2 separate regions of the Rattus norvegicus genome follow, and region 1 is linked to region 2. A link is a contact called in public Hi-C data. All regions are on one chromosome and are shown on one strand. Each heading gives the region's core, a stretch centred on a gene start, on an enhancer-like site or on the middle of the called end of the contact. The rest is flanking DNA. Distances are from core to core; before and after follow the strand shown.

Region 1 (3,027 bases), core at 503-3,002, 160 kb after region 2:
GCATCTCTCTCTTGAGAAAAGTGTGTGTGTGGGATTGGGATGACTAGGGCGGTGGTATGTGGGATGGGAGTTTTGAAGAAAACATGACTCAGTGGTTTACTTAAGTATGATAAGAAAGATTACTCTGGACTAGATACTAGATAATGAACGGTGGCAATGGGGTTTCTGAGCAGGGACACTAGTGAGCAAGTGGGAAAGTGACGGCCACGGGGCAGGTCTGGGTCAGGAAGTTAAAGCCTCAGGGTACAGGGTTTGGATTAAACCAGTTATTTATAACTCAGTTACCCGAGTCATCACCAAGACCAAGTCCTTGGCAAAGAGCAACCCCTGGGGAAGATGGGTTTGTTTTGTTTGTGGTTTGAGAGGGCACAGTAGTCTATCATTGTGGTAAGGCATGGCAGAGACCGTGTGGCTGGCACGCCTTGGATCTGGGCACATCGGCAAGCAGAGACAGGCAAGGCTGGTGCTCAGTGATCTTTCTCCTTCCTTTTTTCCATATGTCTGTCCTAAGCTCTAGCTTACTAGGTAATGTCACCTACAGTAGCGTAGGTGCTCCCTCATTTAAAGCACTCTAGAGGCACTCTTGTGAGACACACCCAAAGATATACCTCATTGCTGCCTGACATCTTTCCTAACTCAATCAAGTTGATGGTCAAAACTTACCATTAATGCCAAACAATGTGGTGGGGAGGGATTCTTTAATTTTTCATTCATTCATTTGTTCACACATTCGTGTGTGTGAGTGTGTGTGTGTGTGTGTGTCTGTGCGCGCGTGCGTGCGTGAGTGCGTGTGTGTTTGGGGAAACCATGCACATACTACATGCATGCATGTACATGTGACTGTGTGTGTGTGTAGGTCACAGGACAATCTAAAGGAGTCTATTCCCTTTTACCGTTTTGTTCCAAGACTACGCAACTGTTCTTGGTCCTCAAACTGTGGGTCACGATCCCTTTTACAGGGGCCGCACGCCTGATATCCTGAATATCATTTACAGTACAATTCATAACAGTAGCAAAGTTAGAGTTATGAAGAGCAATGACAATAATCTTATGGTTGGGTTCACGGGAACCAGAGGAGCTAACTGTTTTAATTGTGAGAACCGATGTTCCCAGGAAGGAGCTGAGGTTGTCAGGCATAGCAGCAAGTAAGCACCTTTAGGGTACGGCTGGCTGGAGGATGGGCATATTAAGGCGACTTTATAGGGCTCTTTGTTAAAAGTAGAGGTTATGAGGTGTGCTCAGAAGGTTCAGGAGCCTGATCAGAGTTTAGTCAGGCAAAGAATCTTTGTGTAGGCGCTGATGGAGGCCAGAGGTGATCCTTGCAGGTACACAGAGGCCTGAGGGTGTCCGGTCAATAAAAGCAGTAGGGGTGGTGACCTGTGACAGTGTGTAGGAGAGGTGTCACAATAGATCCTGTCACCGGCATGCCAAGGGCAATGGAGGTGCACGCCTGGGAGCACAGCTCCCGTCAGGCGCAGTTTCCTACATCCCCAGCCCAGCTCAACCCCTCTCCTGCAGACCTGGGAAGGACTTGGGGTTCTTGATGATAATGACGTTCTGCAGCTTCCCCGGGCTTCTGCTCACTCACGATGGCACCCAGCACTCCCATCCCTTCCTTCACGATGACAGCTGTCAGGAGAGAAAATCTCTCTTTACTCTTGGGTGGAGCTCGGTGGGTTCCTTTGAGTACAGACAACTGTAAAGCTCCCTGAGATTTCCTGGACAAATAGGAATCGTCTTTATACCCAGATCACAGGGACCAATCAGTGGTGTATGACGTCAGAACCAGTCAGAAGGCGAGGGCAAAATGGCGGCTGTGAAGGCCACTTTGATGTTTCATTGGCTCCCTCGTGTGGCAAAATACAGTAATGTTATTTCAAGAAAAACAAAAACAAAAACAAAAAAACCATTTGATTCAACAAGGCAAAAAAGAAATCTCTACCTAAAAAAGCGGTTCCAGCACTAGCAATTAAAATTAGCAAAGTACACTGGCGTGTTTACCAAGGTCTGGATTTCAAAGCCCTCTGGAGTCTCATACCAACTCCTTCACAATATGTATGTGCTATCTGTCTCTATTCATGTACTTACCATACGTCCGTCATAGCAAATGTATGTATGTATGTATGTATGTATGTATGTATGTATGTATGTAGCAATTTAGTATCTACATATGCAACTATAATCTACCTATTATCTATAATGTATTTTTATCATCTACAATCTACAATCTATTATCCAAGTATCTATCTATCTATCTATCTATCTATCTATCTATCTATCATCAATCATCCTTATTAATAATCTATCATTATCTAGCCTATATCTGCCTATCTCTATCTATTATCTATTCATCATAATCTCCCTACTATCTATCATTTATCTGTCATCTCTCACTCTCTATCATCCATGTATAATCTCTTTGTTTACCTCTGCTTTATAAACCCACACAAAGAATCTGCCTCTAAAATCCCTTTGTATTACGTTTGTTCCCGCTGGCTGAGGCTTGGTGACTGTGGTAGGATGAGTGACAACTTCCTGAAGATGACCACACCCTAATCTTCCGAACCTGCACTGTTACTTTATAGGGTAGAAGGGACTTTGAAGAAGTGATGTCAAGGATCTTAAGACATGGTGAGACTCCCTTACTCTTCAGGTGGACCCAACATCACTACCAATTCCTTATGAGGGAGGCAGGAAGTTGAGTGGGAGGTGTCATGATAGCAGAAACCAGGAAATGATTTATGAGGCAGACCATAAACCAAGGTATGCAGTCAGGGTCTAAACACCAAGGATGGCCAGTACACGAACTTCTCCCGCACGCAGGGGGAACTCTAAGTTTAATCCAGTGAGATTGACTAAGACCCTTCAGCTCCTGAGCCACGGGAACTCTAAGTTTAATCCAGTGAGATTGAGTAAGACCCTTCAGCTCCTGAGCCACTCCATTTTTTACAGCGACCATAAGAATGTATGCAGCGGGAAGCTCCACAGTCTACACAGCCTGGAAGGCGGAACAGTAACTTCCCCTGT
Region 2 (3,035 bases), core at 110-2,609:
CAGGGAGGGTAGATGTTACCCGAGTTCCTAAGAGGGCTGACAAAGACCTTCTCATCAGGCGATGCTTCTCCAGTGGCTGCTCCGTCTGATCATCTTAGAGAAAGGTCTTGGACCTTGGACAGGGAAACAGGCTACTTTTGTCTCCTTGCACCAATCTCCCAACCCAGGACAGACCTCTGACACTTGTATCCCTTTTTGCCAAACTGAAACAAACACTTCCTTTTGGAGGGAAGAAGGCAACAAGGAGCCCCCTAAGGCTCAGAAAGCTAAGGGGACTTTCCAGAAGTCCCCCTCCCCTGAGGCTGTAAAAGCAGAGGACGGTCACAGGGAGAGGGATCTACAGCAACAGAAGCACCTGCAAAGTATGCAGGAAGGTCCTGGGGATAAATGTGGTGGCTTCTCTGGCAATGCAGCCCCTTTAGGTCACCCATGCTCTTGTGAGTGACCCCTGTAAGTCCAGTGATCCACCTAGACTTGGGAGGAATTATTCTCCAGTCTGTTACCCACGGCCTAGCACAGGCCGTGAAATTTGTGTCTTCCCAGGCAAAGTCACACAACAGGCACACGCATCCTTTACTACCACTGACTAATGTCACAGTCAAGGGCGATTTCTGTTAGCCTGGCAGGTGACAGAGTCAAAAGGTTCAGGATTTGAGGAACAGGCCATTGTCCCAGCTGCTTCTAATAATCAATTCAAGAGTCTGAGAAGGGGGCTGGAGAGATGGCTCAGTGGTTAAGAGCACTGACTACCCTTCCAGAGGTCCTGAGTTCAAATCCTGGCAACCAAATGGTGGCTCACAACCATTTGTAATGGGATCTGATGCCCTCTTCTGCTGTGTCTGAATACAGCGACAGTGTACTCACATACATAAAATAAATACATTAAAAAAATAAAAAAGAGTCTGTTACCTTCAGCCTCAGTAGAACGGGGGAAGGTACATGGATACAAGTGTGTATGGGTGTGGTGTGTGTGCGTACCTGTGTGTATGTGTGTGTGCATGTGCACATGCATGTGTGTGTATGTGTATGTGGGTGTGTTCGTACCTGTGTGTATGTGTATGTGCATGTGCACATGCATGTGTGTGTACTCGAGTGTGTGTGTGTGTGTGTGTGTGTGTGTGTGTGTGTGTGTGTTTGGTTGCGTATGTGCTTTCCTTTCTTTCAAAACTTTACATAGGTCACACAGCAGAGCTCTCCTTTCAGATCCTCACAAGCACCAGAGACTGAGCCTGTGCCGTGAGGGGAGTGAGGCAGGCCGTCTTTCAGGTGGAAATCCCAGAGGGTGGAAGCAGACACCAGTCAGGGCAAATGAAGCTTCAGACTTGTTGTCTGGTTGGCACAGGGTGAGGACCAGGCAGGATGAGTCATCGTAGGAAACGTAATACCCGGGTGGAGCTGGGCAGCACCGTCACACTGTGCTCTCGCTTTATAATTACCTTGGTATTGATCCACAAGGATTGCAGCAAACCTCATGGCTGTTCTGTAAACAAGCGTGGGCCCCCCCTGTTATCGTGAGGATGAGAGAATAGAGCCGTTGACCCCGAGGGAAGAATGCTGCCCTGGCTCAGATGCCCATTGTTCTCCATAGCTGTGAGCCCCCAAGTAGGTCAGGATTAAACTGTAGGAAACAGTGGGATTTGGAGTTAACCAGACCCGGCTTTAATTACAGATCCTCCATCGACTCAGGTTACTTTTTAAAACTTTGGTTCCCCTACCTCCCTTGTAAAATAGAGAAAAAACTACTTCGTGGAGCTATGAGAATTTAACAAAATGATATTGTACGTGTGCTCGATAATTCCCAAGCGGCCAGTAACCGAAGCCCGTGCTACTTGGAGGACTGAGTGGTGGTTTTCAGTGGGCTAGCCAGCTCTCACAAGTCTTGAGGCCCCCTTTTCAGCTCTGCTCTTTGGAGTCTTGGGTCCTGGATCTGTTTTCGCTTTGGTGCTAGTCATTTTGTCATAGTACCGTAGCGCTGCTGCAAACACAGAACACACAGCTCTGCCCTTGCTGCCGCTGTGCAGAGGTGAGTATGAGGTAGGGCTCTACAAGAAAGGGAGGTTGGCTTTAGTTCTAGTAGACTGAACACATTAGCTGTGGGCAGTGTCACCAGGCATGGGACACGGGTGACTCTGGGGAGAGGACTGATTTGACCACCAAATACAAGTCTCCATTAGGCCTATGTGGGTATTTGAAGAACTGTGAGTTAAAGATGTCAATCAACCGGTGATGGATAATGGCAACATGGTACCCATATGCAGTGGAGTTTTATTGATCTGTAAAGAAAAATGAAATTTGCAGGTCAATATATAATCTGGAAAGCATTGTAGGGAGTGAGGTCACCTAAACCTAGGAGGACAAAAGCGCCATGTTCTTACGTGTGGATCCTAGATCTGTGTGTTAACATGGAGTGACCGTACAATCCAGGAAACCAGAAAGGGGACGGAAGATCTTCAGGGAGGAGGACAGTAGACACGAATGATATGGAGGGAGGTTTAAGTCAGGGAGGGATAGGAGAGAAGGGTGGAGGAAGAAGTCAGAAGAGAGATAGCAATACTGAGGAGATTTTGAAAAACCTTATGGAGGCTGAAGTGGATGTTGCTCTTGCAGAGGACCTGGGTTCAATTCCCAGCACCCACATACAAGCTTATAATTCTTTGTAACTCTAGATTCAAGGGATGTGACACCCTCTTCTGACATCCTTGGGTTCCAGACATATGTATGGTAGACCTACACGGTTGTAGAAAAAACATCCATCCACATAAAACGAATATGTTTTAAAAAAATTTTAAAGAGTTCAATTGATGCTACCCTATGCAGACACTAACGCTTGTCTCAGGATCCATAGGTTGCCAAACAAAAGCCCAGTCTCAGGTATGGGCTACTCCCCCTTTGAGTTGAGGGTCAAGAGTATCCCAGATTCACCCCCAAATGATACAGGCTAGTGTTCCTGGTTGTCCAACTGAGGGCAAGCCCCTATTGCTAAAGACACCACACACTTTAGCCACAGGACACAGAGAGATCAAGTCGTTATCTAC

The links. Hi-C and Micro-C count contacts between places; a contact is called where the count stands out from the background.
Region 1: a Hi-C map of liver shows a contact between it and region 2, with 4 times the contacts expected there. The contact joins two enhancer-like sites. A contact is called at or near these places in 10 of 12 Hi-C or Micro-C datasets (the A7r5 cell line, the Rat2 cell line, frontal cortex and 5 more).

Annotation. Positions count from the first base shown.
Region 1 is chr13:96,750,894-96,753,920 of GRCr8, forward strand. No RefSeq gene overlaps it. Among named protein-coding and RNA genes, the nearest start is that of Capn2, 20 kb to the left of the region's middle. Within about 2 kb of position 1,753, at least 83 of the 93 cell types and tissues checked have an H3K27ac peak or open chromatin away from gene starts, as enhancers often do. A contact at or near this core is called in hepatocytes and liver, where this site is marked.
Region 2 is chr13:96,595,417-96,598,451 of GRCr8, forward strand. No RefSeq gene overlaps it. Among named protein-coding and RNA genes, the nearest start is that of Tp53bp2, 23 kb to the right of the region's middle. Within about 2 kb of position 1,360, at least 8 of the 93 cell types and tissues checked have an H3K27ac peak or open chromatin away from gene starts, as enhancers often do. A contact at or near this core is called in hepatocytes and liver, where this site is marked.